Regions from separate parts of the Sus scrofa genome. Here all the other regions are linked to region 4. Evidence: chromatin contacts called from public Hi-C and HiChIP or PLAC-seq data. All regions are on one chromosome and are shown on one strand. Each heading gives the region's core, a stretch centred on a gene start, on an enhancer-like site or on the middle of the called end of the contact. The rest is flanking DNA. Distances are from core to core; before and after follow the strand shown. Region 1 holds the start of RIF1 (telomere-associated protein RIF1). Region 2 holds the start of MMADHC (methylmalonic aciduria and homocystinuria type D protein, mitochondrial). Region 3 has its middle 180 kb from the start of MMADHC. Region 4 holds the start of RND3 (Rho family GTPase 3).

The links. Hi-C and Micro-C count contacts between places; a contact is called where the count stands out from the background. HiChIP or PLAC-seq counts read pairs in DNA pulled down with a chosen protein or histone mark.
Region 1: a Hi-C map of embryonic fibroblasts shows a contact between it and region 4, with 6 times the contacts expected there. The contact joins the promoter of RIF1 here to the promoter of RND3 in region 4. A contact is called at or near these places in 3 of 47 Hi-C or Micro-C datasets (embryonic fibroblasts, heart right ventricle and omental adipose tissue).
Region 2: a contact with region 4 is called in an H3K27ac HiChIP or PLAC-seq map of alveolar macrophages. The contact joins the promoter of MMADHC here to the promoter of RND3 in region 4. A contact is called at or near these places in 3 of 5 promoter capture datasets (fetal liver, fetal skeletal muscle and liver), 25 of 47 Hi-C or Micro-C datasets (adipocytes, adipose tissue, alveolar macrophages and 16 more) and 2 of 2 datasets of contacts at active chromatin or transcription factors (alveolar macrophages and skeletal muscle).
Region 3: a Hi-C map of liver shows a contact between it and region 4, with 2.3 times the contacts expected there. The contact joins the enhancer-like site here to the promoter of RND3 in region 4. A contact is called at or near these places in 2 of 5 promoter capture datasets (fetal skeletal muscle and liver), 11 of 47 Hi-C or Micro-C datasets (embryonic fibroblasts, liver, mesenteric adipose tissue and 4 more) and 1 of 2 datasets of contacts at active chromatin or transcription factors (skeletal muscle).

Annotation. Positions count from the first base shown.
Region 1 is chr15:830,117-835,801 of Sscrofa11.1, forward strand. It overlaps RIF1 (telomere-associated protein RIF1), which reads right to left and starts at 1,920. Exons shown (of 35, transcript XM_021076097.1): 1 at 1,775-1,920; 2 at 1,301-1,414; 3 at 461-539. The coding sequence starts at 1,404.
Region 2 is chr15:2,496,528-2,502,006 of Sscrofa11.1, forward strand. MMADHC (methylmalonic aciduria and homocystinuria type D protein, mitochondrial) reads left to right here and starts at 2,553. Exons shown (of 8, transcript XM_003133258.4): 1 at 2,553-2,676; 2 at 3,258-3,317. The coding sequence starts at 3,309. LOC102159998 (a long non-coding RNA gene) reads right to left here and starts at 2,570. Exons shown (of 4, transcript XR_002339312.1): 1 at 2,445-2,570.
Region 3 is chr15:2,320,955-2,326,609 of Sscrofa11.1, forward strand. No RefSeq gene overlaps it. Among named protein-coding and RNA genes, the nearest start is that of MMADHC, 180 kb to the right of the region's middle. Within about 2 kb of position 2,652, at least 3 of the 83 cell types and tissues checked have an H3K27ac peak or open chromatin away from gene starts, as enhancers often do. A contact at or near this core is called in liver, where this site is marked.
Region 4 is chr15:1,713,571-1,718,929 of Sscrofa11.1, forward strand. It overlaps RND3 (Rho family GTPase 3), which reads left to right and starts at 2,019. Exons shown (of 5, transcript NM_214296.1): 1 at 2,019-2,168; 2 at 2,636-2,723. The coding sequence starts at 2,019.

The sequences.
Region 1 (5,685 bases), core at 670-3,169, 880 kb before region 4:
CAAACAAGATAACCATAGTAAGGATTTTTTTAACCAAGCAACTGCGGCAAAAACTGAGGGTAAGATTTAAAAAAAAAAAAGAATGTTACCCACACAGTAAATGAATGACAAAATTATAGAGTCATTTATTTAGAAATGGATTGCTACAAACAGATCACTGAACTCTGATCACCACTTTTACATTAAGAATGCAAGTTTTGGATTCAAGTGCCTTGGCAACTTCAGGCAAGTTAAACCAATTTCTTCTGCAAAGTGGGGATTAAAGAGTAACCCCACTGGGACATGGAGGATTGGAGGACTAAATAAGAGAAAACACGTAAGGTAATTAAGACAGCACTCAATACACTGTAAATCCTCAAACAGTACTATAATAATACTACTGTTATTTACTTTACGTTCAAAGTTGAGTTGGCAAAACATTTTCCCCACAAGCTATTTAATAAACAACAAAGATACATACCTTTAAAACTTTGAAGAGCCGAGGAAGTTTTTTCTCAATTTCTATAATGATTTCTTTTCCCTCTTCTCCAGTCATACGACTTAAAAGCGGAAAGAACACAAGTTCATGCAATTGGAAGACATAAAAAAACTATAATCACTCCCTGAAATACCTGCATAATCTTTTTAAATGTTATATTAGAACTCTGGCAAATTAACTGACTCAGTGCTTAAGATAACTTAATATATAATACAGTATACAACTGAAATAAATGCAAAGCCGCCCTCACAATAACTTGTGCATCCATAGACACATTTTGACAGTTTCACTATGTAAAAGCGAAATCTATCCCTACTTAGAAATTTACTCAAATCTTCATCATTTTGTACCTGCTGTTAACCCTTTTCCAGTAATTTCCAAGTAACTCTAAGTAACTCAGAAAAATACGGTCTGCGGGGAAAAAATAAGCCGCGAAGCATGTGCGACTTAAATTAAACTCGGCTTATTGCTCTCTACTAAAAAGCCAATTCTGGGTTGCCCCACACTGTTCCAAGACAGAGATGGCTTACACTGAAAAACCTCTACTCCAGCACGCTTACTTCCAAGCAAACTTTCCCTAACCCTTTGCAAGCGAGACACACGTGCGGGCTTCCTCATTCCAAACACACGCCTCAAGGGCAGCAGCCCCCGCAACAGTGAACGTCACTGAGCACATACCTTCCCCACCACCAGCCCGCGACCCGAGCGCCCGCACAGCTCCCAGACTCTAGAATACACAAGCTCGCTTGCTGCGCCCCACCTGCAGTACCCTCTCCCCGAGACCCACCAGGGCGCCCCACCCCCACCCCCAGCAGGCCTCACCTGGTCAGAGTCAGGTAAGCGTCGGTCTGCTCTCCTTGGGAGGCGGAAGGGTCTTCCAGAGTCTCCAACAGCGGCGCCAGGTGGCTCGGACCCGGGGCGGTCATGTCGGCCACCCTGCGGCCCGGACCGGAAGAGGGGAAGAGCCGGTGACCGAGGGAAACAACCCCCTCCGCGGCCCGGCAGGGACCCGGCCCCAGAGCCCCACGGCGTCCACGCCGCGAGCTCCTGGAGGCGGAGGGACCCACAGTCCGAATCTCCGCCTGCCCCGCCACACGCACCCAGGCCCACGCCGCGCCCCAGCCCAGGCCCGCTCCCGCCACCACTTTCCCGGGCAGCTTTCAACAGGGGGAGGAGACCGGCGGGGGGCGGGAGAAACCCGGGGCGCGAGGCGTCTCGCCGCGAGGGGGCGGAGGATGCGCCGGGCCGAAGCTTCCAGCCGCCCAGCACTGGGATCCCAATATTCACCCCACGTACAAAGACAGGCCTGCGTCTCCTCCGCCGTCGCCCCGTAGCACCTTGAGGCGGCCAGAGCTCGACTTTTCCGGCTCGGGCTGTTTACTCACGCGTGCGGCCAGCTCCCTCCTAAACCAAGATGGCGGCGGGGGCGGGGCCCGGAGCGCGCGCGAGTGGGGCAGGCCTAGCCGGAGAGGCTCGAGTCAATCCAACAGGCGGTGGCGCACCGGAGTCATCGATCACCTCTCTCCCTCTCCTGCTGTGTCCCCTCCCTGCCCCCCAGGTCACCTTGCAGGTGGTTGGGTTAAATTTAACCAGCGAGGGTCTTGAAATTCAAAATGTAAATCTCCAAAGTTCACCGATTTTAAAGGTAGTGGGTCTTCAGACTGTCTTCAAATTGCAATTCCAGTATTTGTTAAAGTATTGGCAACAACTCATTTAGCAAGAGGAGATAATTGGATGGTGATGTTTAAGACTAAGAGTTGCACCAGCTATAATGGAAAAAAATAAAAATCATTATATATTAAAAAAAAGACTAAGACCTGCATTTAGATTGGTCTAGATTCCAACCTCTTGTTCTTCATGACCTTGGCAAGTTAATCAACCTTTTTATGCCTCAACTTCCTCCTCAGTAAAATAGGGATGATAATAGTATCTAATTCAGGAGAAAGCCAAGTGAGAAGAGGTTGGAGAGGCCAGGGACTCTCAAGTTTTAAGTGTACATAACAATGGCCTGGGGCTATTCATAATTAAACTGCAAGCTTCTGGGACCCGCCCTTAGGCATTGTGATTAGGTAGATTTAGGTAGGATCTGCATTCTTCTATTAGGCCTCAGAGGTTGAAGGGTGGGGTTTGGCTAGGACTTAACACTTGGAGAAACTACAGCAAACTTTTTTTTTTTTTTTTTTGTCTTTTTGCCTTTTCTAGGGCTGATCCCGCGGCATATGGAGGTTCCCAGGCTAGGGGTCGAATCGGAGCTGTAGCCACCAGCCTACGCCAGAGCCACAGCAACTCGGGATCCGAGCCACGTCTGCGACCTACACCACAGCTCACGGCAACGCTGGATCCTTAACCCACTGAGCAAGACCAGGGATCGAACCCGCAACCTCATGGTTCCTAGTCGTATATGTTAATCACTGAGCCACGACGAGAACTCCTACAGTAAACTCTTAATGAAAGTTGGTTCTTAGTGCTAATATGTTGCTCCCCTTTTCCTAGACCTCTGAGTCTCTTGAGTAATTTTGTCAACTTTAAACCAGGCAACTAAGGCCCAACAGCATCTGGTCCTTCCACTGTGGCCTCATGGGTTCTCTGCACCTGGCTTGAGCTTTTACTTATCCACACACAACTATTAGCGGTGGTTTGCCCTTTTCTGTGTTATCTGCACCTAGCAAAGCCTCTGCCAAACCAAGCGCTCAACACAGAGCATGTTTTTTAAACAAAAAGATGAAAGAGAGGGAAGGAGACCTACAACTTTGTGTGAGCCAACCTACAGAAATAGGAAATAATGAGCTGTGTCTGGTTAAGTGTAGAGACACTATGGAAGTAATGTCGGAGAAAGGTTTTCAGTGCAGCCTGATAAGTTCCTTAACCTTTGAAGGGGAATTTGCTCCTCATTTTCTGGTCAGAAGCACGACAACCCAGATATTTAAGATGGTGAAGTCTCGTCTGGCTCAGTGGCAGAGAACCCAGCTATTAACCATGAGGATTCAGGTTCGATCCCTGGCCTCGCTCAGTGGGTTGAGAATCTGACGTCGCCACAAGCTGCAGTGTAGGTCACAGATATGGCCCAGCTCCTAAGTTGCCATGGCTGTGGAGCAGGCTAGCAGCTGCAGCTCCGATTCGACCCCTAACCTGAGAACTTCCATGTGCCCCAGGTGCAGCCCTAAAGAAAAAAAAAAAAGGAAGGTTAAGAAGTTATTAGTCAATGAGTGAAATATGTGGGCAGGTTTGCAACACTGAGTTTCAGTATAATGGAGCCGTTGTATAGGAAAGTGAAAGATGATCCTGAAACCCTATTTTTTTTATGGTAGCTATGAGATTAGTGGATAGTGGAAAGAACACTGAGTTTGCCTTAAGACAAGTACCTTCACCCAATCCTTGTGTGCCTTATTTGGCTTTACTGTCTATCACTTATCACTATCTGATATTACATTATATATCTATTTTTAATTGTCCCTTCATTAGAATGTAAATTTCTTGCATATAGGGTCTTCGTCCTATTCTCTCTCTCCTTTTTTTTTTCTTGCACCTCATTGCATCTGGAGTTCCTATTCCAGGGATCTGATCTGAGCCACAATTGCAACCTATGCCACAGTAGCAATTCCAGATCCTTAACCCACTGAACTGGGTAGGGGTTCCAACCTGCATCCCAGCACTTCATAGACACCACAGACCCAGTTGCACCACAGCAAGAACTCCTGTTCTATTTTTTTTTTTTTCTAATTGATCATTTGTAACAAAGAGGTTGGAATGTTCATCCTTCTCTTTCAAATGTGTAGAACTATGATCTCCTAAAATGTTATGTAATATTTTATCATTGTCATTCCCATACCTGAAATCCTTTGCAGTTCCATCAACCACAGGATGAATTGCAAAACTCTTGGCATAACACACAAGCCTATTATTTGGACCACTGCTTCACCTCTAGCCTTGCCCCCACGTCAGCCAGATTCTGAATAGCTTGCCACGATCTCTAACTTTTCTATGTCTTTAAAGGCCTGTGTTGTTTCTTGTGTTTAGAACATTAAGTCAATTTTTCAAATGTAATCAATGATTAACTAAAATCACATCTTTTAAAAATTTTTATTTTTATTTTTATTTTTCAGCCTCCCTGTAGCATATAGGGTCCCCAGGCCAGGAATCAGATTCCAGCGGCAGTTAAGGCAATACCTGATCATTAACCCACTGTGCCTGCGAGGGGTGGAACCTGTGTCCTGGGGCTGCAGATCCTGTTGAGCAACAGCAGGAACTCCTAAAATCACATCTTTTAATGAAGTCTTTCACTCATCTACTCTATCCCAATGGAGAATTAAATGTTTCTGTCTCTATACTGACATAGCTCTTTGTTCATAGACCTGCTAAAATGAGTATCTCATTGGTTTGGCTATAAACTGCTGAGGCAGAGTTGAGGGTTAGCCTTGGGGGGAATTGGGTTTTAGCCATTATCTCAGCGTGCCCCCTCCTTGGTTCCTTGATCTTTACCCAGTCTGATCTAAAGTACTAGGAGAGTCTTCCTCTCTCCGGTCACACCAGGCTCCTCTGCACCCACTCCCCAGGGACCATGTGAAGTCTCAAGATCTCCCTCAGCGAGACAGCCCTTGAGACCACGTACCGGTACCCCTCTGTGAGTTCGGTGCTGGAGGAGATGGACCAGGACCCTGAGGCCCCTAGTGCCCACATCCCACCAGCAGCCCAACCTGACATAGAAGAGGATAAAGAATAGCTGCTATTGCTGCAACGGGAGCTCCAGGGTGGGCTTCACTGCAATGCCCTGATAGTGGATGAGTCTTGCCATAGGTGACCCTCTTCCAACACAGGGATATACCTCCCTTCCTCCAGAACTGAAGATCCTGATGCTCAGAAGATCCAGAGCAGACAGACCCTGAAAAAAAGTCTGGTGGGGAAGGGTAACCAACATCTTCAGACTTGCTTTCTTCATCCTGTTTCTGGGGGCAGAGGCAATTGCTCAGTTTCCACCCTCAGCAGATCTGCTGGTGCATCCGAGATGATTCAAGATCCCCCTTCAAGTCCTGAGGAGGAGCACAGAGCTCACTGGGGTGGGGATGCAGCACCTTCTCCATCTCCATGGGCAGGGTACACTCTTCCCACAGTCTCCCACCACTCCCTCGGGGCTCTCAGGATGTAAAGCAGCCACCCCCTGGGAGGCCTGGCCCCCACTCCATTTCCAGGCACCTCTCCTTCCTGTTCCT
Region 2 (5,479 bases), core at 1,303-3,802, 780 kb after region 4:
ACTTACAAATATACAAAAATCTGCACACATTTTCTGGAATTTTACAGACCTTCCTTCCTTAAAGCCTATTGTTGACCTCCAGAGTAAGGGGTTCCCACAGTTTTAACCGTTACACACGTCAATGACCCTCAAATCTCTGTCTCCCACATAAACCACTTTCCTGAACTACAAGCCTACTTCCAAATGACTTACTGACAATCCAATACATATGCCCCTCAGGCATCTTAAAACTCAAGATATTCCAAATCAAATTCATTACTTTTCTCCTAAAACCTGTTTTCCTCCTAGGAGACAACACCTATGGGAAAGAAAACACTATTTTTAAACCAAAGAGACCTAGATTTATTTATTTATTCATTTAGTCTTTTTGCCATTTTTTGGGCTGCTCCTGCAGCATATGGAGGTTCCAGGCTAGGGGTCAAATTGGAGCTGTAGCTGCTGGCCTACGCCAGAGCCACAGCAACACAGGGTCCGAGCAGCATCTGCAACCTGCACTACAGCTCATGGCAATGCCAGATCCTTAACCCACTGAGCAAGGCTAGGGATTGAACACACAACCTCATGGATCCTAGTTGGATTCATTAACCACTGAGCCATGATGGGAACTCCCAAAGAGACTAGATTTAAATCCAGCCCTGGAAGCTTTGGTGATACATGTAATCTATTTGTGCTTTATTTTCTTCAAATTTAACATAAGGATAATAACACACCCATTTTCTGGATTGTTATGAGAATTAAAATAAATAATGGGAAAATCCCAAGTGCCACCACACAACATACATTTCACAAATTACTATCACTGGATTCCCAATCTCAGCAAAAGCAACTCCATTCACCATAAATCTTAAGTCAAAAATTTAGAAGGTCCTCTTCAACTTGTCCTTTTCCTCATCTGCAACTAATGGATAGCTATGCAGTATTGATTCCTCAACTTTCCCCTCACCTTTAAATCAGGCTCTCATGGACACAGCAATAGTTTCCTAACCACTCGATTCAGTTCCAATTCCACATCCTTCCAACCTATCTGCTATACTGAAGGCCAAGATCTCCCCAAGACACAAATCTGATAATGCCATAATTCTACATAAATCTGCTTCCAGGATTAATCTACCTTAGTAACACACTGAAGCCCAACTATGATCTGGCCCCTGTCAACCTCCAACTCAACCCCTTGATTACTTGTGGATCTCCCAACTGCCCATAGTGTTCTGAATTCCTTATTTCTGACCACACAGCTTCCTTTGACTGAAATGTCCTCACCCCTCTGTCTTTTCTTGGCATTCAGGGAAAAAAAAAAAAAAAAACCTACTCATCTTTCAAAACACAGATCAAGCACCACTTCTACTATGAAATTATTCCTGACAGCCTCCTGCCATTCCACTGACCACTGACTCTTAACTTCCACCTCTACCTGACAGAGGACTTTCTGTCCTGGCAATAATGAATAACATATGGTTCCCAGATTCAAAAAGCTTACGAATATCATTCAACCAGAAATCTTATTATATAACCTGGACAAGTGAGCCAAATTGAAAGAGAAATTATGAGGCATGAAAAAATAACGAGGTGTAAGTAACTTCAAGACTTAGTTCAGTGGTTTTTCTCAGAACCCTCTATGATTCTCAAGCTATGAGGTGTGTGTGTGTGCATGCGCGTGCTCGCTATAATGTGTTAGCTATAGATGAACTGATTTAGTCTTCAGAAACAATCTACGAGTTAAGCATTATTATTATTTGTTTTAGAAGTAAGGAAATTAAACGCATAAAGAAAAAAAGAAACTTGCCCACCATGACCCAGCTAAAAATATCTGCATGAATAAAGTATGGACTTAGGGTAATTTTTTTAAGTATAACTGACAAATGAAAATATATACTCTTTATAAATAAGTCATTTGACATATATTCTTTCAACTCCTTGTTAATTCTAAGATATTGAATAAAGTACTTTGTGCTGTACAATAAACCTTGTTTATCTATTTTATATATGGTAATGTCCTTTCTGTTAACTCCCCTACTCCCAATTCATCCCTCCCAACCTCTTCCCCTTTGGAACCCATTAATTTGTGTTCTATGTGTGTCTGTTTCTGTTTTGTAAATAAGTTTGTGTCAAATTTCAGATTCCACATATAATTGATATTATATTTATCTTTCTCTGTCTGGCTTTCTTCACTTAGTATGATAATCTCTAGGTCCATCATTTGATATATATTTACTGAGCCTATTAAGAGAAAAACATAAATGCCCTATTCTCAAAAACAGTAAGTCACGAAAAACTAAAAAAAAAAAAAAAACCACGTTACAAAGAACAGAGGACTATACTTCCTAGAAGCAAAAAGAAAGTGTTAGGGAGAGTGAAGGCTTTCAAATATTTCACTGAGTTAAGGAAAGAGGAAAGACCCATCAAAACTCAGCTCACAAGCCCTCCGTCTTGTCACCGCAACTCACCTTTTCTCCTCCCACAGCCAGGCGGGACTATCCAATGGAAGGGGCGCTACGGAAGCCTACTGTGCGCGTGCGCAGCGGTGGTTCGACGATCCTGCCCATCGACGCGCTCGGAAGCAACTCCTTCAGTCTGCTCGCTGCCCCCGTACGCTCACCCCGCCGCCGTCGCGCCGCCATTTTGAAGACGGGAAGCGTAGAGCGCTGGGACAGCTGGAGGCGGCGGCGGTGGTGACTGGTACGGCTTGTTTCCACCCGCGTTATTCTCTCCAAATTCGCCAGTCTTCGTGCCCCAGCTTTCAGTGTTGCCCCTATTCCGAGAGGGCTCCTGTCGCTGTCCCCAGTCATCCTGTCGTCCTGTCTTTAGGACTTTTTTTGCTTTCTCATCCCTCGGCGCTGCTCGAACCTTCGCTTAGAGCTGTGGTCAGGCCTGTGTTAAAAAACCTACTCGGAGCCTCAGGACGCTGTCCCGGTGGACGGCTCCACGTTCCCCACCCTCGCTTAGAGCTGTGGTCAGGCCTGTGTTAACAACCTGCTCGGGGCCTCAGGATTCCGTACTGGTGGACGGTCTCTCAGTCTACCCCATCTAGTCGGAGTTGTGTTCTGCGGACACAGACCGGGCCGAGAATTGCACGGCCTCTGGACCGTGGTCTGTGCGCTGTAGGGGCTGGGGACGAATCCTGGCTTCCTTGGGGGACGGGGAGAGCTTGCACTTCGGTGCCTTTGACGGTGGAGGGACACAGGCAGTGGTGAACGTTACCCGAGCCGTCTGTCAGAGCTGAATCCGTCACCGGCCTGTTTTGTTTTGTCCTTTCCCAGGCATAACTTTACGAAAGGAAAGATAATTTGCGTCTGCCCTTTCCGCCAGAAATGGCCAATGTGAGTAAATCAGTCTCTTAAGCACCAGTATGGTAATGAAATAGTTTGGGAACTTGCTAGGAAAGTGGAAGGGTTTACTTATAATGATACTGGTGGCACAATGTTACTCATGCTTAGTGTATCAGAAATGTTAAGAGAAGCAAAAGGGTGTGCAGTTAGGTTCATATGCTTTAAACTTTTCAATACAGGTGTATTTATTCTACAGATTCGTTTTTAGAAAAAAATTCGGTACCAGCATCCTTTCAACATTTTTAAAAGCCATTTCAGTAAATATTTAGAATCTGTTTTTAAGACGTTTTCTGTTTCTTTGGTTAGGTCAACTGAAGGTTTTGTAGCAGTTTCAGTACAGGAAATAACGTTACAAATACTACAAAATGAGACTAAGAGATACTATTCCCATAGACCAGATATATTTACTAACTTTAACTGTCCAGTGATTACTCAGACACATCCTGCCATAAGGAGTTCATATAGTAGAGGACATAAGACATATGTGAAAACAGTTACAATAAAAATAGAAACTTTTTTTTAAGCTACCCAAAGGTACAGTGCAGATTCAGAGCACAGTATCTATGTAGGGTTTGGGTTCACTTAATCAGAGAAGCATTTAATTTGAGTTTTGAAAGATGGGTGAGATTTAGATAATCTGAGGTTTGGGTGGGCAGAATAGCAGGAATATTCGGTGACACCCTCCCCTCTTTTCAAAAATCGGTAACTCAGGTCTATTTTCCTTAATGTAAGATAAAATATAAAGAGATAAGTGGGAAATGAGGTTGGATTGTGGATCCAAACAAACTCAGTAATTTGGACTTTATTCCTTAAATGTTGGTGATGTAATTAGAGCTACATGTTAGGAAGACTAATATGACAACAATTAACAGGAATAGTATTCCTGTAATTGAACATGATATAGTAATAGTGTAAGGATGAGACTATAGGGCCAAGTCATAAAAGTAGACCACAAGTCTGGCCCATGTTTTAAGATGAATTTTTACCTAGGCATAATCATAGGAAGGGAATGTTGTAAAAGAATGGTGTTCTACTCTCAAAGAAGTATTAATTAAGGTAGGATGCTAATATTTAACCTGGCTTTATTTTGGTTTGAATGAATAAATTACTTCAGTAGGGCATTTTGAAAAATACTTTTATAAATCCTTTATTGTTAGAAGTTTACATAAAATAATAAATATACTTTTAAAAATTTGTGTTAGCTTATATGCATTGTAAATGCTGAATAGATGTTAGTAATGAAATATGCACATGTGTGTGTCCTCAACAATTTAGTTAGCATACATAGCAAGGGTCAGAAATGTCCATGCTTTAGAGGCTAAACAGGTAAATTAAGACACTTTGGTGGGGACTTGTACAAACTGAAATACTCATTTCCAGTATAAAGGGAGAAACCTTTCCTTAGTGATGTGTGGCCAACTAAATGTCACTTGGGAATGTGAGTCCAGTGCTGCCAGATCTTCAGAGTTTTTAAGAACAGCCAAAATCTGGGTCTTTTGTGTGAAATATCGCAGTTGCTCATTGAGAATTATCATTTTTGTCTCTTCAAGCAGGTTAGGAACATACCCAAGGGAGGATGCTTAAATTTTCAGGTGGGCAGAATGCTCCGGAAATAGGCATTGCATTTTGGAGACTTAAAAAGGAGGTTCTGTTTATCCAAATCTTGAAGAAAGAGTTAGAATTTTTCAGGCCTAGGAGGAGAGGGAAAAAGGATATTTTAGCAGAAAAAAATCTTATGGCAATATAAAAGAAAGAGAAATATGGGAAATGTTGGGTAGATGTTTTTATGTGACTAGGGAGTAGAGCAAGACAAAGGAAGATAAAAATAGTAAAGAAGTAGTTAGAGAGGTAAAAAGCCCAGTTAGGATGTTTTCTTGTGTTTAAGATGAGAAATACAGTCAGAAAGAATTCGTGTGTTGGATTTCAAGATACTATGTGAAAGGGAAAAAGAATGATTCTAAAGTTTCCAAGGGCTAGACTCTTTCAACATCCTGGTAAATCACTTTGATACCACTTCTCTGATCCCACTCCAGTCCATTCTCTACAAGGCCTGTAGTGGTACATTCCTTAAAACTTCCTCCTTGCCTACAGATTAAAATTCTGATTTATTACCTTGACGTAACAGGCCCTTTACTGTCTGCGTCAAGTATAAA
Region 3 (5,655 bases), core at 1,402-3,901, 610 kb after region 4:
TGAGTCACAGACATTTAAACAAAGACTAAGGACAAAAAGATATGAGAAGCCTCAGAACAATTCAAGCAGTAAGTAGAGCAGGTATCACCTTTTAAGCAAAGACTTGAAAAGGTGATGGATTTAACCATGTGGTTAATTAGGAAAGAGGGCTCCAGACAGAGGGAACAGTTGGAGCACAGGCCCCAAGCACAAAGGTGATATCAGGACCATCAAGGAGAGCAAAGCCAGCAGCTAGATCTGAAAGAGAGGGAGTGGTCCTTGGGCAGGTGCCAGTCTATGAAACTGGTCTGCAAAAACTTTAGTGAAGATTTTGGGGTATTTAGAAACTTCTGTAGCAGCTTGACAGAGGAATTCCAGATCTGCTGAGTCAAAAAATACAAATTAGGACTTGCACTTTTATACCCATTTTTCATGTTTTTAAATTTTACTTTTGGCTTTTTTTTTTTTTTTTGCATTTTGGTCTATGATAAATTCAAAGAGTTTTTGTTTTCGTTCATTGGTTGGTTGATCACTTTTTTCATAATCTTTCACTACTGATAGTCTTATGATAACTGAGGATCCTGTTAAAATGCAGATTCTTATTCAGAAGGTCTGGAGCAGGGTCTGAGATTCTGAATTTTTAATAAGCTCTCAGGTTCTGCTGATGCTTCTAGTCTAAGGAGCAGTATATTTAAGAATCACTCTAGGGCTGGGTTGAGAATTGGCTGTAGGAAAGTTAAGGAAGAAGCAGGGAAACTAGTCAGAAACTCAGGCAAGAGATAATGGTGCTTCAGATCAGGGGTGGCAACCATGGTACTGGTGAGAAGTGGCAGGTTTATATCTGAAAAGTAGAAACAGATTTCCAGTGTTTGAAGTGTGAGGATGACTACAAGGTTTGTGGTATAAGCAAAGGAAAGAACTGGGTCATGAAGCCAGAGAGTAGGCGAACAGAGGACTATGACAACAGTGCCTGAGCTGGGGACTTTCATCATAGCCACTTTCCAGAAATGGTTCACACTGCTGGAAAATACCAAGAAGACATTTACCCTCTGGATCCTTCTTTCTACAAAAGCAAACACAATAAGCCATGATTATGTATAACTACATTTTCAATTCCCCCAATAAACAATGGCAGCATCAACAGCAAGGGCCTTTAAAAATCGCTAAAATCAAAGGTGTAAGGACCAAACAAATGCCACAATGGAATAAGTCACAGTGACTTCTTAACTCATTTGCTGAATCAGAAAGGCAAATGGAACATATAATCCTGGCCTGAACTATCTGAATCTCTTAGGGGTCTTCAACAACAGGACTCATCAGTTTTTTCTGCAAAGGGGATGGTCAATTAGATTCTACAGAAAAAGATATGAACGAATCAACACTGTGTTGATGCCTTATTAATGAATGATGAGGTCTACCTGAATGACATGTGTTGTGCCAGGTGTGTGTGTATAAGTTTCTGGGCAAGATAAAAAAGAAAAAATACTTGTCAGTCTTTCTACCTTCCAACCTCAACTTAAGAAAAATGTAACATGGCCTTCTCAGTAAATCTAACATTTTGCTAAAACATTTTGCTTACAGATATCACCACAGGAATTTCCCTGAGCTATACTCTGCTCTATAGATTAAACCACTAAAAATCTTACAAACAGATATAATTTTCCCTCCTCTCTTTAGCTTATCTTTATCCCTATTAAACATCAACTCCCAAAATAATGAACATAAAAATGCAAGTTGAACTTGAGAGGGTTAAAATAGCACCAAAATTTTTTCATGCAGTAAAAATTGAATATGCTCAGTAAGGAAGCTGATTGCATTCATGAACAGTCATGAAGTCATCCCACTGCAACATTTTTATCTAAGTTAAACTATGCTTTTTACTATAAGAAAGCTCTGTGCTGCATCATCAAATATTATCTCTGACTATCTAGGTTTTAAAGTTTGTTAATATCACCTCTCTTTCCTTATTTACCTCCGAGGAGCATGCCTCACAATCTGCTCCATGGATTCAGGAAAGACCTTTCCTTGGCTAAGATCAAAGCACTATGAACTAAGTAGTTTGATCCCTGTAGGTATCTGATTGCAAACTGCATGTATAATCCTGCGCTTTATAAATATAACGATCTTATAATAGACCTGCTGAGTATAAGTAGGCAGCTTAATGCACACGGCCTATGAATCTTCATATTAATTACTTTTCCTCCCAAACTGTGTGTAGTGGAAAGAACGAGGTGGAGGTTAGGGCCTTAGCTCTGTAGCTTACCAGGAGGACTTCAACAGTCACTTAACCTCTTTGACTGTCAGTTTTCTTATCTATAAAGTGAGGATTAAAATATTTACTTCACCAAGTTGCCTTTGAGGCTTAGTGAGATAGAAAGAAACTTGTGAAATTTCTTATTCAGTGTCAACCACATTATAAGCCCACATTAAATGAGAATTAATTTTAAAATAAGATCCAGAAAGGAAATGCCTGTGAGATATCAGATCATACTTTAGAGACTACAAATAAGACGAAGACTGGCCTTCCATGTAGAAAGAGTAGAGTTGGCAGCTACTTTGGTAAACTGCATTTTGGGAAAGATTTTTATCCTGCCTTTTGGCCTCCTTGAGAAATGTTCCTTTTAGTTTGGCTCAGCTGATGTGCCCTGGGAAAGGTGATTTATTAACTACATAACAAGCAAACAGAGGCTAGATCTTTCTCCATAATGAATCCACCTCCACCTGCTATAACCCAGCTAAACTAAGAACCATGAGAGCCAAACAGCAGGAAAAAGCACTGGCCATGGAAGGAGCGGGTAGAAAGCAGCTGAAGTTAGGGGATGAGAAACAAAGAAGCAAATATGGGTTCATTTATCTATCAGTCTCACTCAAGGACAACCTGCCTCTGTGTTATAACACCTAGAGGTCTGCATGGAGGAAATTCCGCATACAAGGAAGGCTGTTTCGGGTTTGAAGGCATCCCAGCCCTGAAAAGTTTGAGAAAATGCACTTGGCAAAGTATGAGTACAGGTAAAGGTACAAGTGCACTGTGCTTAAATGTAGTCCTGGAAATTTGGACTTAGTTGGTCAAACTTCCGTCAGTTTGCAAGTTGGAACTGCCTGGACTTGCATAACCTTGATTCAAAATAATGATTAATAGGCCTGTTTCTGCAGTGAAAAGAGGAAAAATGTTAAGAGAATAAACTATGTCTTAAAAGGAAGATTAACTCTTTCCTGGAACTGGCTTCCCTGCCAAGAGGCAGCAGGGAATTGCATGATTAGGATCCAAATGTGTAGAATGAATGCACACTAAAATTTTACTTCATGATATTTTACCTCATATTCTCCTTGAGGTGATTTTGATATTATTAGATATCAAAAATCAAGGCCTAGGAAGGCTTATTCATAATCTATTAATTTAGCACTAATGCAATACCAAGAATTGAAATAATAACTGCTGCATTTGCAGCATTTATTATCTATTTGGGAATTTGACATGAATATCAATGATACTAAAATAAGGATAAGGCTCCCTATCTAACAGGGTTGTCATGAAATTTCAAAAGATAAGGTCCTGGTGCAGTCCGTAACGGATAATAGATGTTGAATAAGCATTAGCTTTCTTTCCAAAACTTTTTTTTTTTTTTTTTTGCTTATTTTGGCTAGAGTCTGGAATTGTGTAATAGTTTAGATGGACCATATGGTTCACTGAGAATCAAATGAGCCTCATGTTTTGTGTGTTTGCCCCATGGTCATATGTGAATATTTTGGAGGGGCTGATAAGGAGAAAGGAATAGAAACATTTTCTCTTAATATAAAAAATGTGTGTTATGGGTCAACTGCATTAAGACGTCCAGCAAACAGTATAACTTCATTTAGAATACTTGCCATTAGTTAACAAGTGGGGAGATGATTCCCAAATAGTGTAACATGACACAAAAACCATCACTGCATATTTTGAAAGACGCCTAAAATTATTTTTAGTGTGATGTTTACATTTTTATTGTGAATTATAATACATATATAGAAAAGAACTCAAATGTGCTATTCAAAAAGTTTTCATAAAGTAAACACTAACATATATACTGTTCTAGTCAAAGAAATAGGAAGTTGTAGGCACCATGGAAAGTTCCCCTAATGGCCCTCATCTCTAGTCTTTATTCTGTCTTCCTTCTCAAATTAGTCACTATCCTGAATACTAATGTTATAATTTAGTTGGGCCTGTCTTTGCATGTTACATACATGAAACCATACAATATATATACTCCTTTATAATCGGTATTTTTTCTATCAACATTGTGCTTAGGAAATGTATGTTTTACTTTGAGAAGTGTACCCCCAGGGTGGTATGAATATGGAAAAGGGGTAATGAGGCAAAAAAATATACAAGGAATTCAACATACAAGTTTAATGAAATATGGTAACATATGGTAACATATTTCATCAAACTACCAAGAGACGTGATAGGCTGCTTAGTAGCTGAGCACACTAACTTCTATGTAGGGGTTGCAAGAATGAACCACAGCTAGGAACAGTCAATGGAAAAGAATGGAAGGGGAATTTATCTTTCTAGATACCCTCCATTTCTTACTGTTCTAAGTTCCATTCATGCGCAGCTAATTCTCCAGCACTGGTTGTATGAGCTGACCCCCCTGATGGCCGTTCAGGAAACTGGATCTTGCCTAGGGACATAATATGTAGAACTTGAAATTAAGGATTGGATGTCTTCAATTGGTTTCAGAAAATTCTCGGGCATTACTTCAAGTATTGCTTCTGCATTATTCTCTCTTTCTCTAGGATTCCACTACATGCATGTAGGACCTCCTGACTGTCTTTGGCCCTCTCTTCTATTTCCCACACTCTTTTGCTTCTCTGAGTTTCATTCTAGATATTTTACTCTGGCCTATCCTTCAGTTATTTTTTCTTTCTTTAGCTGTATCTAATCTGCTTTTCCTGTCACATGTTGAGTCCTCAACTTCAAATATTTCATCTTCCAATTTTATAATTTCTTAGACTTTTAAGAGTTACTAGCCTCTCCCCAAATCCCCCATCTGTTCTTCTATCCCCTTGAATACATTAAGGATAGTTATTTTAATTTGTTATGTCTGATTGCTCCATTATTTCAGGCCTTAATAGTCTTTTCCTGTTCCCATTTTTTTTCTATTTGTATTTCTTATTATGTTATTATCACTTTATATTACTTGTCATTTTAATTGAGAATTGTACATTGCATATACAAAATACTTGACCTATAATGATACTATCTTTTTACAAAAAGAATTTGACTCTGGCAGTTACCCTGAGGTACATTCAATCTAGAAAGTAAGAGAGGAGAAAGCTAGAAAATAGCCTTCCAGTAATAAAGTGTCCAAAGGAAACTTTTTTGAGCACTTACTAAATCTGATTCTTTGCATACATTATTTCTTTTAATGACACAAGATTCCTCTAAGTATTTTTTTAATTTTATTTTATTTTATTTTTTTCCAGCATGGGGATCCTCTAAGTATTTTTATCCTCTCATTCTAAGTGAGAAAGCAAAGAAACAAAATGCTAACAATTTCACTGAAAATACACCTTCAGATGCATTAGAGAAAAAATTCTGTTCTGTGATGCCAAATAGTCTGCTCATTCTGCCTCACATTAAGGTCTCCTCTGACTCTCTCTCAACTTGATTGGGAAGGACCTAGTTTCAGTGAC
Region 4 (5,359 bases), core at 769-3,268:
GTCAGTGTCCTTAATACAATTTAACAGGTGAAACCTCTGCAAATTTTGTAATTTGCAACAACATGGATGGACTTGGAGGTTATTATGTTAAGTGAAATAAGTCAGGCTGAGAAGAACAAATGTTGTATGGTATCACTTATATGTGAAATAAAAAAAACTAGTAAAACAGTAACAACAACAAAAAGGTCTCACAGATACAGAAAACAAACTAGTAGTTACCTTGGGGTAAGGGGAGAGGCCAGATGGGGTAGGATATTAAGTACAGACTACCACATATAAGATAAATAAGCTACAGAGATACACTGCACAGCACAGGAGATATAGCCAGTATTTTATAATAATTATAAATGGAGTATAATCTGTAAAAATTTTGAATCACTATGTTGTATACCCAAAACCTTACATAATATTGTAAATCAACCACATCTCAATAAAAAAAAATTAAATAGGTGAAAACTCCTGATCATCTGAAGCACAGGAGATGATGAAGATGAGAAAAGAAGTGCTTTTTATAAGGAAGAGAGAACAAATGTATGGTCATTCTTAGTCCTCTCTGAGACTTTGGGATGGGTGGGTAGGGAGATGGATGTGGAGGCGAGGTGGAAAGGGAGTGGAAGGTTGTACCTGCATTTTTCAGCTAAGGATATTTGTGTTTTCTGGGTTGAGCCTAAGATGCTTTGAGTCCTGAAAAGAGGAGGCTTCAGTTAAAGGAGCTGAAAGGCAGGATCAGAATCCTTCTTACCCCCTCTTCTCACTGAAAGAGGGGCTACAATGACCTTGTGTGTTTGGGTCCCTAGTGCAGTAGGAATGAGATTTTGGTGTCTCATGTTACTCAGTTATGAGCATCTTACACTTCTCTTTCTTTTCCTCTCCCACCTCCTCTCCGCTCTCCTCAAAACCTTCCCCCCTCATCCTAAGTCACTGAAACTGACAGGTATCAGAATTCAGTCTCTGACTATGACCCAAGCAAGCCAGTGGGAAATAACCTGGCTTAACTATTGTTCCATGGCCTATATACCTGATACAAAACATTTCCTAAAAAAATACAACCACTGGGAGTTCCCGTCGTGGCGCAGTGGTTAACGAATCCGACTAAGAACCATGAGGTTGCGGGTTCGGTCCCTGCCCTTGCTCAGTGGGTTAACGATCTGGCGTTGCTGTGAGCTGTGGTGTAGGTTGCAGACACAGCTCGGATCCTAAGTTGCTGTGGCTCTGATGTAAGCCGGCAGCTACAGCTCCGATTGGACCCCTAGCCTGGGAACCTCCATATGCCGCGGGAGCGGCCCAAAGAAATAGCAAAAAGACAAAAAAAAAAAAAAAAAAAATACAACCACTTAACCCTTCCCCATCTAAGATTGCATCCTATGTTTTATAATGATGTTTTAACTTGGGCGAATAATGTTTTTGCTTTCATAAATATCCACGAGGCTTCTGTAGATTAGCCCTTATGAAAATGGCTTTAAGTAATTCCAATAAAAGTCAATAATGCACATTCAATTTCGCACCTCCTCCTGTACTCCTACAGTGCCATCCTTCAGCAAAGCGTCTTTGCAATCTCCAAGTTGTCCCAGAGCCTTGGTCTGGAAATAGATCCCGCCCGGTTACCCTAGAGGGCGCACTGTCTACATTTCTTTTCTTTTTTCTTTTTTTTTTTTTTTTGCAAGTAAGAAGACGGCGCTCGCTCCCAGGCTCCATAAAAGGGGAGGAGGCGGATCAGTTTCCTTCTCCCATTGAGAACGAGGATTGGAAGGCCGGGCGTATAAAGCCGCGCAGAGAGCGTGAAACAAAGCAGTCGGATCGGAATTGGACTTGGGAAGCGCGGTGTGGAGTCAGGCAGAAAACTTGTTGGAGGAGAGTAACGAGCCTGCTCCTCTAGCTCTCATCTGCGCGGCGCTTCAGGGGTTCCCATCAGCCTTGCGATGTATTTTTATATCTGCTTTTTATAATATAGAGAAACATATATATTTTTTTCCTCTTAAGAGAAAATTCCTGTTCCAAGAGAAAATAAGGCAAGATCAATGAAGGAGAGAAGAGCCAGCCAGAAATTATCCAGTAAATCTATCATGGATCCTAATCAGAACGTGAAATGCAAGATAGTAGTGGTGGGAGATAGTCAGTGTGGGAAAACCGCGCTGCTGCACGTCTTCGCCAAAGACTGCTTCCCCGAGGTAAGTGTGGGGCCAGCCCGGGCTTCGAGGAGTGAGGAGGGCCTCTGGATCCTCTGGCTTCCCCCACTTCACCCGTTTTTCTTTTTTCAGCCGCCTTTCTCACCCTTTACTACTTTCCCCTGGGTTAGACTGCCGGGAAAGGGAAAGTGGTCTGGGAGCGTTTAAGGGTTGGGATGCGACTGCACATTCTGCTGTTAGCTTCTGAAACTTGTTCGGTCATGTGTGCAGAAGGTGGGGTTGTGAGATTCAGATCCTCTCCTCTTGGAAGATGGGAGGGGGGTGGCGAGAGGGGGTTAAGGGGGGTTCGGAAAAGGTCCGCGTGTTTAGTGTGAGGTCTGGTGGTCGTGGGTTTGGGGGTTTTACTTCTTTAATTGGGGAATGAGGAGGCGATTTTCAGAGGGTGTTCTGTGGGTGTCGTGCATTTTAAAATAACCTCTTTGCCCCATTCCTCTGTCCATTTTGTCCAGAATTACGTCCCTACAGTGTTTGAGAATTACACGGCCAGTTTCGAAATCGACACACAAAGAATAGAATTGAGCCTGTGGGACACTTCGGGTAAGAGAGTCATTGGACCGCGTGGCGCTCGGGCCGGTTTCCAGCCGCTCGGGGGTGAGCGGCGGGTCTCAGGACCCCAAGCTTGGCACGCTCTCACCATCCGCCAGCGCGCCATCAGCGCTGGCTCTGCTCCCCTCCGTTAACTTTGCTTCTTGGCGAGGGATTCCCGCGGTCCCTTCTGAGTGGTGGGCGGGGGGGGGGGGCGACATTGGGTTGGGGGTAGCTGTGGGAAGGGAAGAGCGCTGTGTGCCCGAAGGGTGACCCCGTGGTGGAAAATCCTTGTAGCCGAGTGGCTGGGGGGCCGAGCTGTGTCCGGGTCGCCTCCCGGCAAATGTTGGGGGCGGAGGGATGCGTGCGCCGCCTTGGAACCAACTGGATGAGTGCCACTCCAGGACCTGCAGCTTGTCGGGGAGGCGGAGAGCAAGGCAGGGGTGGTGGAAGGTGGGAGAAAATCCCCGAAGCGACGCAGTTACGTGCGGATCCCGCGTTTGGGGGCGGGGGGGAGAAGAAAGTAAAGGGAGCGCACGCAGCCGCGGCGCTCGTGACGCCTACTGCCAGGAATGCGCTGGCGGCGCGGGCAGCACCCAGCTGGCGGTAGCCCGGCCTCCTCTCCCCGCTGCCTGCGTCCTCAGCGCCAACCTGCAGATCCGAATTCCCCCACCCTCGTGATCACTCGTGTCCCCCGGCCCACGCCATTCCCTCGTGACCCCTTGCATCACCCTCCTCCGCCGGCCTACCAGGCCGCGGGCCGCACCATTCGCCTGTGACCTTCCCGTCCAGTTGAATTATTGGCATGGTGAATTATTTTCAAGGGTCAGGGGTTCAAGACCGGGTTATCGCCCTCCCACGCGCTCACCCACCCACCCGGCGCGCGGTGTTGGGAGAATCGGGTACCCAGAGGATGGGAAGGCCCCCCGCGCGGCTACGGGTTCGGGCTGGGTCCGGCGCGGTGAGGGAGGGAGCATCACCTAGAATCTGGGGCTGGGACCCAGGCACCAGCCGCCCCTCCCTGCGGTGCCCGAAATAATGCCCTTTCCAGGAAGGGTGTAGCCTCTGGAGGAGGAGGAGCCAGCGGGAAGGCCGGGTGAAGGCCCCTGCGCTTAGATCTGGGAGTTTAGTAGGCAGCTGGGCTACTGCGGATGAACCAAATCAAATCCTGGGTGAAACTACCTAGGAGAAATGAATAAGTGCCAACTCGGAGGCTCTGCTGTCAGGCAGGGAAGCCTCCTACTAGATGGACTTGCGCTCAGCTGGGAATGGCCCCGTGGAGGTGCCTCTGAGCTGTGTGAGCTTCCCACAGCCCTCGGCTTTCACCTCTGGAGCCCCCGAGGAACGCAGGGGATTAGAGAGCACCCGGAAGGGGCCAGACTGACAGGGTCGCCAGAGGCAGTCCCTGCACAAAGGCAAGTGAGAAGTCTCTCGAGCGCCTCTCACGGTTAGTGCCAGATGCTCAGAGGGCTGCAGTAAGATGTGCGGATTTTGTTTCTGCCTGGCGAGTCAGGCTCTCCTTGGAGCCTCGCCAAGGGTAGCTGAACCGAGACCTCACTGTGTTTTGTATTGAAGGTTGCATGTACTCTGGAAACTAGGAGGGAGGTAGTGATAGAATTCTAGTGTTTTCTTATTTCAGTAGTTTCCACCATCGGATTTTTACACACCTTGGTATTTAATGGACTCTAATTCCCAGACATATCACGGTCTTTGTTATGCCTAGTGGGCAGGACAGCTGGTATGGTACCAATAATTAAAACGGGTAATCCCCAGCCTGTTTGGCCCTAATGCAGGATAAGAATTTTTTAGACACTGGGTCTGTGAGTCTGATCCAGTTGTTGATACAAAGGTGTGCTCACATCTTAGCGACTGGATTTCTGTATGCAGATCCCCACCTCCCTGAGTGTCATTTTGTCATCTGGGAAAAAAAAAAAAAAAAAAGGAGGATACAGAGCAACATAAGGTGCAGGATCCCTCCCAGCTGTATACTTCTTGGCCTTAGATCATCACATAGGCAAGTTTTTTTTTTTTGTCTTCCAGGATGTTGGTTGGCTTCAGCTATTAGTCCCAGGGCTGGCGTCCTATACAGCAGTTTTCACCACATACAAATCAAACCAGGTTCTGCACAGAGCCACTGCTTCCTGGTGTATTTAGGAAGGACTCATTTGGGTAGGGAGGAGGCAGGAGTGGGCTCATAGAAATGTTGGGTTATACATCCTTCCTTGTCTTAAGCTTCGTGAATCACAGGACCACCAACGGAGATTAGATTAGGCGCCCAAAGGGCTAAATTAACTGTTTGGGTTTTGTTTGTTTGTTTGTTTTTTAGGCACATGCTTTTCAAAGACTAGAAAACAAATAAAATGTGGGCAGTTTATAGTTGGAGGTTATGCTTCACCTGTGCAGATAAATATCACTTCAGATATCTTCAAGTATTTAATCCACACTCTACAGTTTGTAGTCTCTGCATACATAGGCTTATGCCTTGCACACAGTAGTCACCAAATAAAATCTATTGGATGAACAAATGAGTAATCAAATGTGTAGTTACCAAGGAGATGAGATTTCCTGGCACTTATTACCCCTAAATTACCTGTGCACAAAGAATGGCAACTTTATAAACATTGCCTTTCATCGAATTAAAGATAATC